Linked DNA regions of Ovis aries: region 2 is linked to region 1. Evidence: chromatin contacts called from public Hi-C data. All regions are on one chromosome and are shown on one strand. The core of a region is the stretch at or near the end of the contact, and the rest is flanking DNA. Distances in the headings are between cores, read along the strand shown. Region 1 has its middle 160 kb from the start of OSR1. Region 2 has its middle 230 kb from the start of OSR1.

Region 1 (5,446 bases), core at 1,966-4,465:
TGGGAATAAGATCAAAGTCTGGATGGTCTCTGAGAGATAAGATTTAAGGACAAAAAGAGAACTTCACTGAGTTTTAATCAACACTGAGGCTGTTTGTTGGACTCATGGCTCTGGCTCAGTAAATCCCTTCCAAAATCTCATTTCAATTATTTAAACAAATTTGAAGATAATTCAGCAATGTGGAGCAAAACATGTTCTCAACGTGGAGCATGTTCTCAAAAGATCATGAGCCTGAGAAACACGTACTCAGTGAGGGTCTAGATTACATTTGAGAAATACTAGCAGATATGATGGATTTAATGCATTAGGTGCCCACGTGTCAAGCATTGGTAAATACTTTAAGCTTGGTTCTGGTACAGATGGAGAAACGAAGACCACAACAGCTTAGTAAGTGTCAAAGCATCTATTTGAACCCACATCCGTTTGGTTTTGAAAGTCATCTTTCTTCCATGCCATTCTGCTTTTTTGTACACCCAATATTTAGCCAGGGTCAGGAGTACATGGATTCTTATGAATACTTCTTAAATGGGGTCATTTCCCACTTTGTTAGGTTCCTGTGTGTTTTCAGCCCAGCGCTGGAGGCCAGGAGATTCCAAGAATATAGATGATTCAGAGGAACGGTGTAAGGAAAAAAATTAAAAAAACAAAAGAGCACTAATGAAAGGTAGAAAAGGTGAAACAAAGTAAAGATTTAGAATAAAATGATTGGGGTAATTAAACCTGGAGAGGAAAGAGCTGAAGACAGCCCTCTAAATGGTCTTCTGGTTGATGGAGCTAGCAGGGGTGTAGCAAGAAGAGGATAGCTCAGCTGGAGGAGCCAGGGGAGGCCCAGCGAACCCTGCAGTGACCTGGGACTCCCAGCCTGTGGGGCTGAGCTCTGCGGAGTGGCTGACCATAGGGTTTTGGATGGTGACCAGTGCTGCTTGCTGAAAAACATCCAGAAAGGAAAGGACTGCAAAATTCACTGAGAGCTCAGTTTGTGTCTACGTGTCTACCCCATGGACTATAGCCCACCAGGCTCCTCTGTCCATGGAATTCTCCAGGCAAGAATACTGGAGTGGATTGCCATTTCCTTCTCCGTTTGCCATGCCTCAATCTAGTGACTTTGCACACATGTATGATCCCATAGTGCTCGACCCGTCACTCCTTCCCAGGATCAGTCTGGTCTGTCACAACAACTGGAAATACCATTATCTGCATCTCAGTGCATTTCTGCAAAGAGACCTCAGTCTCAGTGGATAATCTGACATCATAGGCCATGATGGATCGTCTCCGACCATATGCCCTGAAAGACTCACATACCACAGCAGAGCCAAAGGCTGTATCGCAGGCACTCTGGTCTCTCCATGGAAGCTCCCTGTCATCAACAGCTTCGGCTCCAGGTGAAAACATGGAAGGCAGCAAAAAAACCCAGCCCGTTCAGCCTGTATACTGGGAGCACTGGAGTTATCATACTCATTAGCAGAGCCAGGAGTGACCTGGCAAAAGGGATGCTCAGTTCTAGCTTCTTTGACCTGTGTTTTCTGTGGGGTCAACTCTTTTACTCAGCTTTCCTGATTATTTTTGCTCTCTCTACCCCCTGTTTCTTTTGAAATCAAACAAAATTAAATCCCTTAGTTTTAACGAGTTTAGGTTAGTATTAGTATTAGGTTAGTATTAGTATTAGGTTAGTATTTAGAATAGTATTTTTATTAAGCCTGTCATACATGAAAAATAAAACAAATTCCACAAGAAGCTTTCCATCAGAGAATGAACATAATTGTTTTAATTACAAGGCTTGTCACAAAATTCCTTTCATGTCCAGGGTGCCTGGATTATGCATTTGGATCTCTCCTGCTATTGGAAAATGTAAAATGATGTCAATAAGGGGACTCCCAACGGACTTTCAATTATGTGGAGCTACTGATTCTGTTACTCCCAAAAATAGCCCTTGGGTAGCCAGCTGCCTACAGCCTACAACTCGAGGACAGGGAAAATAATATTGGTTCATGTGTTAAGACTGTTGAAGCTGAAAACATCCTTCAAAATTTCTTCCAGAATCTCAGTCTCTCCAGTTGGAACTGTCTCTGCCTCCTCTCAGCCTCCATGATCCTCTCTACTTCCAGCACTTGTTAGAGATGGCCCAGCTGAACTTAGCACCAGGGTACATTCACATGTCTTTCCTTTCATGCCTAGTAGAGGGCCTTGACCTCTATGGGCATTACAAAGGTGTTTTGTGAAATCCAGCCTTTGCTTCAGAAATCATTAGAGCACCACAGAAACCACTGCCAGTGACTAAGATGGCCATGAATAACTCAGCTCCCCACCACCCAAACCAGAGAATGATCTCAATGGTATTGCAGCTTGCGTTTGAAGCCAGATGTAGCTATACCTTTTCTTGTGACCAACTCACATCAGCCTCCAGAGGAACCTGAAAGTTCCTAATCCAGAAACACAGGTGATCACACACTGCAGCCCTAAAGGGAGACGTCTGTCACCAATATGGATTTCAACAACCAGAGAAGGTTCCAGGTAAACGGAGATACAGTAATAGTTTCCAGATACGTGGAGATTGTGGCTGGCTCAGTGATTGTCCCCATTGAGCAGGGAGGTCATGAAAAGTGCCCTTTCTCTGGCTCAAATCACTTCCTCCTGTTGGTTTATTATTATTATTATTATTATTATTAGTGATACAGTGAAACATACATACAGGCTATGTTTGTAACGGACAAGTCTCATTGTTAATATTGTGAATGCTTGGTCCTCAGGACAGTTTTATTATGTAAATTCAGCATTATGAAATGCACTTTAAAAATCATAAAGACTTACATGGAATTTAAAATATTTCCTCTAATTATTTCACAACAGCATATGGATTAGCAAATAATATAAGGTAGAGGATACTAACGGAGATCTTTACGAAAAAAAAAAGTACACATGAAATATGGTTTGGCCAGGTTTAATACACACAGAATACACTTTAATACTTTCATATGGTCTGAATAATATCCCCATATTGATTTTTTCCTCGTTTCTACCAACTCCACAGCAAATGTACGACAATGGCTCATTGATTTATTGTGAGTGTAGCAATGGGTTTATAACGGCATGAATCATGCCGATTGCTCAATTCACCACATGCCTTAATAAAAGTTTCACTTTAATAAAACTGAGCTAAGGCAAATATGCCCAGAGGCTGGCCTGACATTCCTTGTACATTACTCTGCCTCAGGAAATTATTGCCATATATTTTACAGCAGCTACAGTAGGCTAGGGGATCAGGATTAAAATGTACTAACTACTGTGATATTTAACAGAACTCCTGTGTTCCCAGTTAACCCTCACAGGTACAAAGTGAACAGAGCAATTAGGAGAGAGCGCAGTGCAGGCAACAGAACTGGTCTGGGGTGCAGGCCACGGGGGTCAGTGCTGGCCCTTGTCACACTGTGACCATCCCCTAAGCGCTCTGTGGGGTGGACATGGGAAAAAATGATCCTATTTTCCTCCCAGAGTTGCTGCGAACATCAAAAGAACATAGAGGAAGCACAAGAATTCATAAACTACAAATGCAATGCGAGCGTAAGGTGAGGTGTCACCCTGAGGGCAGAGCCTTAGGACACGGACACACACACACTAACCCCTCAGCACTGTGAACTTGGTCTTCGGCAAGATCCATCATCACGGTTGTTAACTCCAGTGAGTTGAGATAAAGAAAAGATCTTATCCTATTCATAAATAAGGTAATTAGGGGTTACAAAGAGAAAAAGCCAAGCATGCTAATGGAGCAATAGTATTCCTTTATAAGCTAAGGATTGTTTTTGTCTTCCACGGTAAGAATTGAAAATGCTCTGCCACACCTGCATTGTGTTATAGAAATTTAAACTGGGGTGTGAGAATGTAGGCCGAAAGGAATTGCCAGTTCCATTCAAATGACTTATCACCTATTCGTTACTGCTTTGGAAGAAATTGAGATTAGACCATCCATATACCATTCAATGATGATTGGTGCAATGTATGTTAGTCCAAAAGACCAGGAAGCCTCTTTAGACTTCTAATCAATACCAATCACAGGCTTCTTTGTAGAATGCATGATAGAGTAAGGGGAATGTGGTATAGTTCTTTGGAAAGAGTCAGCTTTGGGGTCAAGTCACACCTCTGCCATTAACTACTAGCTGTATGATCTTGCATGTGTGTGTTCTAGGTTGCTTCAGTTGTTTCTGACTCTTTGTGACCTCATGGACTGTAGCCTTCCAGGCTTTTCTGTCCATGGGATTCTCCAAGCAAGAATACCGGAGTGGGTTGCCATGCCCTCCTCTAGGGGATCTTCCTGACCCAGGATCCAACCCATGGATCCTGTGGCTCCTGCATTGCAGGTGGATTCTTTACTGCTGTGCTGCCAGAGAAGCCCCCATATGATCTTGGACCAGGTTCGCAAATCTCTCTGGGCCTCCATTTCCTCCTCTGTAAAATGGGGTTTCAATTGTCGGAGTGACGTTTAAAACTGACGTTCTCTCCACCTGATCTCAGCTATTTCATGAGGACTAGTCTCCGTCTGCTCAACGAGTCCATCTCCTCCACTCACAGCCTTTTTCCATTTCCACTCTGGTTTTTGTTTCACCTACACAGCTGCCCGGTAGAGAAGATGGAGCTCACCCAGGGCCCAGTGTGGTTCAGAAGGCCTTTCCCTCTGCTTCTGCAGCAGCTTCATCACATTCAGCACTCTCCAGAACCAGTTCCTCGTCATCTCAATCTTGTCTCATCAGTTAGAACCTGGAGGGAAGAAACTCTCTTTTGTTTTTCTCAATTTTGTTCCCCTAATGTTTAACTTTCTGTTTGGCACATCAACAATAGGAAGGACATATTAAATGAATGATGAATGAATACGTGAATTAACAGCGTACAGCAGGTCACATCTCAAAGAGGACGAACTTTCACAAAAGTGAACCAGATTGTATGTTTGGAAAACAAGTGGAGACTGGGGAGATGCTGGATATGCCAAAACTCAGTATGTAATTCAGAGTTGCTGCTTCGAAGGTAGGAAAACAGCATTAATACACAGCTGATGTTTACTGATCACTTACTGTGTGCTAGGCACTGTGCTATTTGCCCCAAAGACTGCATGTAGTTAGTCGCTGTAACAACTCTATGACATTATTATTATTCTTCTGTGCTATTATTCTTCCCATATTACAGCTTACTGCACTGAAGCTTAGGGAGATTAAATAACCTTCCCAAAGCTGCAGAGCTAACAACAGCTGAGCTAGGATTTGAACTTGTCTTTCTGATTCCAGAACTGGTGCTCTAACTCCTATGATGTACTGAGCAAAGGGGAGTGAGCACCCCAGATGCCATAGATGCTGCCATCCACAGAGGAGTTAACATTTAAACATGGGGCTTAGGGTTATGGCGAACTAAACTGTCACCTAGTTCTCCATACAAGTTTCACTTCCCCTGGTCCATGTTCTGA
Region 2 (5,446 bases), core at 2,017-4,516, 71 kb before region 1:
AACTCTGACCAACCTAGACAGTATATTAAAAAGCAGAGTCGTTAACTTTACCAACATAGGTCCATCTAGTCAAAGTTATGGTTTTTCCAGTAGTCATATATGGATGTGAGAGTTGGACTATAAAAAAAGCTGAGCACCAAGGAACTGATACTTTTGAACTGTGGTGTTGGAGAAGACTCTTGAGAGTTCCTTGGACTGCAAGGAGATCCAGCCAGTCCATGCTAAAGGCAATCAGTCCTGAATACTCATTGGAAGGACTGATGCTACAGCTGAAACTCCAATACTTTGGCCATCTGATGCACAGAACTGACTCATTGGAAAAGACCCTAATGCTGGGAAAGAGTAAAGGCAGGAGGAGAATGGGCTGACAGGATGAGATGTTTGCATGGCATCACTGACTTGATGGACACGAGTGTGAGTAAGCTCCGAGTTGGCAATGGACAGGGAAGCCTGGCATGCTGCAGTCCATGGCATCGTAAAGAGTTGGACATGACTGAATGACTGAACTGACTGACTGCCTGGGAGTAGGTAGAGAGATTTACTCTAATTATAAGAGCACACGTGAGCTGGAGAGGGGCTCGCATGGGATAAGAGCAGAAGGCTGCAGAGGCTTTGGGGATGACTGGTCATGTGCGTCCAACTTGGGCTGGAAGCAGAGTGACACTGACGGGGGTTGTGACAATCTCCAGGTGTTCTCAGTATTTACGGTTGCTGATCCGACAGCTATTGTATTACTATTATTATCATTTGTTGTTGTTTCGGGGCTAAGCCACATCTGACTCTTTTGCAGCCCTATGCTCCTCTGTCTGTGGGGTTATCCCAGCAGGAATATTGGAGTCAGTTGCCATTTCCTTCTCAAGGGGATCTTCCCAACTGAGGAATCCAAACTGCGTCTCCTGCATTCCTGCAGGCAGATTCTTTACCACTGAGCCACCTGGGAAGTCCTTATTCTCTTTCTATTAGTACTACTTGCTTATGGCCAGTGGTAAGTGAAACCTTATGCAGAATACTTCACAGGCCCTGTCTTATTTAATCTTCACACCAAGCCTACAGCTCTGGTCTCATTGCCCAGATGAAGGAATTGAGAGTGGAGACAGCAAACAAGAGACACACAGCTCTTAATGGTGGAAGGAGGACCCAAACCCTGCCCACCTTCAAAGTTCGTGCACTTTGTACCTCGCTGTGCTCGCTTCTTGGTTAGGCAACATCTCCAGGTCAGAGGCCGATGGAATCATGGATATTCCGACAGAAAGGGTAAAGACAACAGGGAACCAGGATCCGTGGGGTAAGAGGTATCTTGGGATAGTGAGGAAGTGGTGAGGGAGCTCTCAGCTGGGTCTGGGGCTTTGTGAGACCTCAGTGTGACCTGGATTGCTGACCTGGATCAGCAACCAGGAGAATGGAGGAAGGGCGTAAAGTGTGGGAAGAGCACTGGGTCAAAGAGAACTTGAAGAATATGAGCAGGTTAGGGCTGGGCAGAAGAGGAAGAGTCCAGAGAGCAGAGCAGGGCAAGGCTGGGAAAGAGCAGCCAGACGGCTGGGAGGAAAGAGCAAGGAGAGTGGGTAGAAGGTGTACGGGACATAGAGATGGGAAGAGCGTGGGGCAGCTTAGCACTTAAAGCCTGAACCTTCTGTTCAGTTAGCCAGACTGGCCCTCTAGGCAGAAGCTGGTGTGAACAAATGCCAAGAACAGGCTGCACATGAGAGTCCTGCTCTAGGGCCAGGAGCAGAGAGCAACCTGGATCCCAGAGCCAACCTCCCCTGCTCCCCACAGACAGGTGAACTCTGTCCAGCTTGTCCCGAGTGCAGTTCCTATCCTTTGTTCACACTTGGAATCCTTTAGCTGAGTCTCTGCAGAGCACTACAGTGATGCAGGTCAACACACTGCAAAGCACTGATCCAGGGCGAATACTGTTGTTTAGCGCTGCTCATGGACTTCCCTGGTGGCTCAGATGGTAAAGAGTCTGCCTGCAGTGCTGGAGACCTGGGTTCAATCCCTAGATTGGGAAGATTCCCTGGAGAAGAGAATGGCTATTCATTCCAGTATTCTTGCCTGGAGAAGCCCATGGACAGAGGAGCCTGGCAGGCTATGGTCCTTGGGATCCCAAAGAATTGAACATGACTGAGCGACTAACGTTTTGCTTTCGTTTCACTTTTCCAATGCTGCACATACACCTCTGTGTCTGCTTCTGCTCCTGCTTATATCAACCCCTTTGGAGTCAAGGTTGATTGAACCATTTACCTCTATTCCTGTAGTTTTTAAAGCCCCAGAGGCCATGGGTTTGGTTAACAGAATGCTTTGATGAGTGTGAGCTCCTTCTGCCATTTTTGACACCTTCAAGATATCCTCAAGATGTTGTGCAGGAAAACACTCATTTTATTTTGGACTACATACTCTGGTATGGTATTGTTATGAGAGGTATATTGGGAATATTTTTTGGAAGTTTTACCTTCTTTTAAGGCGTTCTTCCAGCCCTGAGAAGAAGAGGTGAAGGGTCCCCTCTGGACTTTTTCCTTGTTGTCTTCTTGGTGGTGGGGACATTCATCCTTACTCAGAAAGAAGTTGCACTGCTGGCAAATGTATGGGATTCGGAGCACTTACAGAAAGGGAATCTCCCCATAGACAAATCCAGGCTTAGCGAGTTATCAGTGAGGATTAAGCAATATTCTGTGTGGAGGTGGGAAACTGGAGGAGAGAGAAGCAGGAGGAAGAGAAAGAGGAGAAAGTGGGAGGTGGAACAAAGAGATGGACATTTCATTTCAACAGCCAAGGCTTTGCAAGCTGGAAACTGTGACCCCAAAGTGCACATCAGGACTGTTGGCTCACAGGAGAGGCGTGCCAGGACCCTTTCTTCTCTTTCCCAGTCACCTCTGACATTATTTGACTCATCTTTCTGGAAATATTTCTAGCTGTACCTCTGAACCCTGAATGTTTCCCAAACTCATTGAAATGCACAAACGAAAATTATTCATCTGGTTGGAGATTACACAAAGCTGAGAATGTTGTCAGAAGTACATGGATATAGTTGCACAATCAGATCCATGCTGAGAAAAGGAAAGCTTTGCTCGTAACATCCCAGTGGGCCAAGTGCTGAAGACAGGTAAGGGAAGATGACTCACTGTTGGCTCACATCAGGGTGGAGAGACAGGTGCCCAGAGCAGATGTTTAGGAAGACTCTCATCCATCAAGGCAGGAGACCCAGAGCTGGATGCTGGCCACCCAGCTGGTCGCGTGGAATTGCAGCAGTGACTCAGAGTGTGTAAAATCAAAAGCAACAGAGAGAGAGAAGACGGAAGAGTGCCAGCTCGCTCTCGGCCCAGGACTGCGCTGGGTTGCTCAGGGTCAGGCTGTTGGAGGGTGAGTCAGAATCTTGGGACCTCTCTTCCTGTTTCTGCAAGGATCAAAGAAGTGATGATCTGTCTCACTCAAGCCACTTAACAGATTTCTCTTTACAAAAGAGGACTTGTAAATCCTTCTCCAAAGCATGAGTAAACGAATCTGTGTATTTTCCAGGAAAATCAGTGCTGAAAGGAAATTGTTATTACTTAAGAGCACAACTAGCTTTACCCCAGGGAGCTCAACGGTGCCCTCTGTAGTTTGCTTGGGGATGCCTGAAGCATCTCTAGAAAAGACTCATTGTGCCAGAAACCCCAGTACTGCAGTTCATTCCCCTGGGCTAAGCATTACTGTCTCTAGCTACCTCTCTTCAAAACATGATATCCTGGGGTAGAGCTGATGCCAGAATGGCTGCAGAGTGCAAACGAGACCTGTTCTGTTCAGCCCTGGGCAGCATGAGGGTTCTGGATCCTTGGAGGTGAGGGAGGAGGAAGGTTATAGAAGGGGGAGAAACACGTGGAAAGGAAGAGGGAGATGCCTGAACGTTGCTTTCTGGAAGTCTTCAGAGAATCAAAACCCCCAAACTCCAAAAGTAGCTCCAAATGGTACTTTATGGCATGTGGAATTAAAAAAAAAAATTGTGGTCACTTTGGTCCTGGAGCTATTTCTTCTGTTTTTAGGTTTCTTATCTCTTTTTGCCAATTTTGGGTACAGAGACTCATGGACTTGCAGAGCTGGTGACAGTATCACGTTCTGGGTTAAGCATGGAGTTGGCAGCCAGAGATGAAGAATCTGGCTTCCCACTTATGTGTGTCTGTGATCATATTATTAACCACTCTGAGCTTCTGATTTCTTATTTATGAAGTGGGGATAATGATATTGATTTCCCAGATATTTCATGAGGGTAGAATAAAAATACTCCACAGTAAAAGGCTTTAGCACAGTTCCTGGAAATTTTACTAAGAACCCAATAAAATGCAAACTCTTCCATACTGTGCAGGAATCCCTTCTTTGGCTCCCGAACTCCCCTGCTCTGTTAGAGAACTAGAGTGACAGTGACAGGGAACTCATCCCTGCAGGAGGCAGCTCTCTTCATTCCTGGCCAGTTATGATTTGGGAAATTCCTTTTTGAATTGACATTCTGCTTTTCTGTACCTTTACTTGTAAATTGTAGTTTTACTACTGAATCTTTTTAGTATGCTGCTGCTGCTGCTGCAAAGTCGCTTCAGTCGTGTCCAACTCTGTGCAACCCCATGGACGGCAGCCCACCAGGCTCCGCCGTTCCTGGGATTCTTCAGGCAAGAACACTGGAGTGGATTGCCATTTCCTTCTCCACTGCGTGAAAATGAAGTCACTCAGTCGTATCCGACTCTTCGCAACCCCATGGACTGCAGCCTACCCGAGGCTGCTCCGTCTGTGGGATTTTCCAGGCAAGAATACTGGAGTGGGGTGCCATTGCCTTCTCTGTCTTTTCAGTATCAGTTCAGTTCAGTTCAGTTCAGCCGCTCAGTCGTGTCCGACTCTTTGCAACCCCATGAATCGCAGCACGCCAGGCCTCCCTGTCCATCACCATCTCCCAGAGTTCACTCAAACCTACGTCCATCGAGTCAGTGATGCCATTCAGCCATCTCATCCTCTGTCGTCCCCTTCTTCTCCTGCCCCCAATCCCTCCCAGCATCAGAGTCTTTTCCAATGAGTCAACTCTTCACATGAGGTGGCCAAAGTATTGGAGTTTCAGCTTTAGCATCATTCCTTCCAAAGAAATCCCAGGGCTGATCTCCTTCAGAATGGACTGGTTGGATCTCCTTGCTGTCCATGGGACTCTCAAGAGTCTTCTCCAACACCATAGTTCAAAAGCATCAATTCTTGGGCGCTCAGCTTTCTTCACAGTCCAACTCTCACATCCATACATGACCACTGGAAAAACCATAGCCTTGACTAGACAGACCTTTGTTGGCAAAGTAATGTCTCTACTTTTCAATATGCTATCTAGGTTGGTCATAACTTTTCTTCCAAGGAGTAAGTGTCTTTTAATTTCATGGCTGCAATCACCATCTGCAGTGATTTAGGAGCCCCAAAAATAAAGTCTGCCACTGTTTCCACTGTTTCC

What was found. Hi-C and Micro-C count contacts between places; a contact is called where the count stands out from the background.
Region 2: a contact with region 1 is called in a Hi-C map of tail adipose tissue, with 4 times the contacts expected there. The contact joins two enhancer-like sites. A contact is called at or near these places in 3 of 16 Hi-C or Micro-C datasets (skin fibroblasts and tail adipose tissue).

What each region holds. Positions count from the first base shown.
Region 1 is chr3:27,454,415-27,459,860 of ARS-UI_Ramb_v3.0, reverse strand. No RefSeq gene overlaps it. Among named protein-coding and RNA genes, the nearest start is that of OSR1, 160 kb to the right of the region's middle. Within about 2 kb of position 3,215, at least 8 of the 54 cell types and tissues checked have an H3K27ac peak or open chromatin away from gene starts, as enhancers often do. A contact at or near this core is called in tail adipose tissue, where this site is marked.
Region 2 is chr3:27,525,916-27,531,361 of ARS-UI_Ramb_v3.0, reverse strand. No RefSeq gene overlaps it. Among named protein-coding and RNA genes, the nearest start is that of OSR1, 230 kb to the right of the region's middle. Within about 2 kb of position 3,266, at least 14 of the 54 cell types and tissues checked have an H3K27ac peak or open chromatin away from gene starts, as enhancers often do. A contact at or near this core is called in tail adipose tissue, where this site is marked.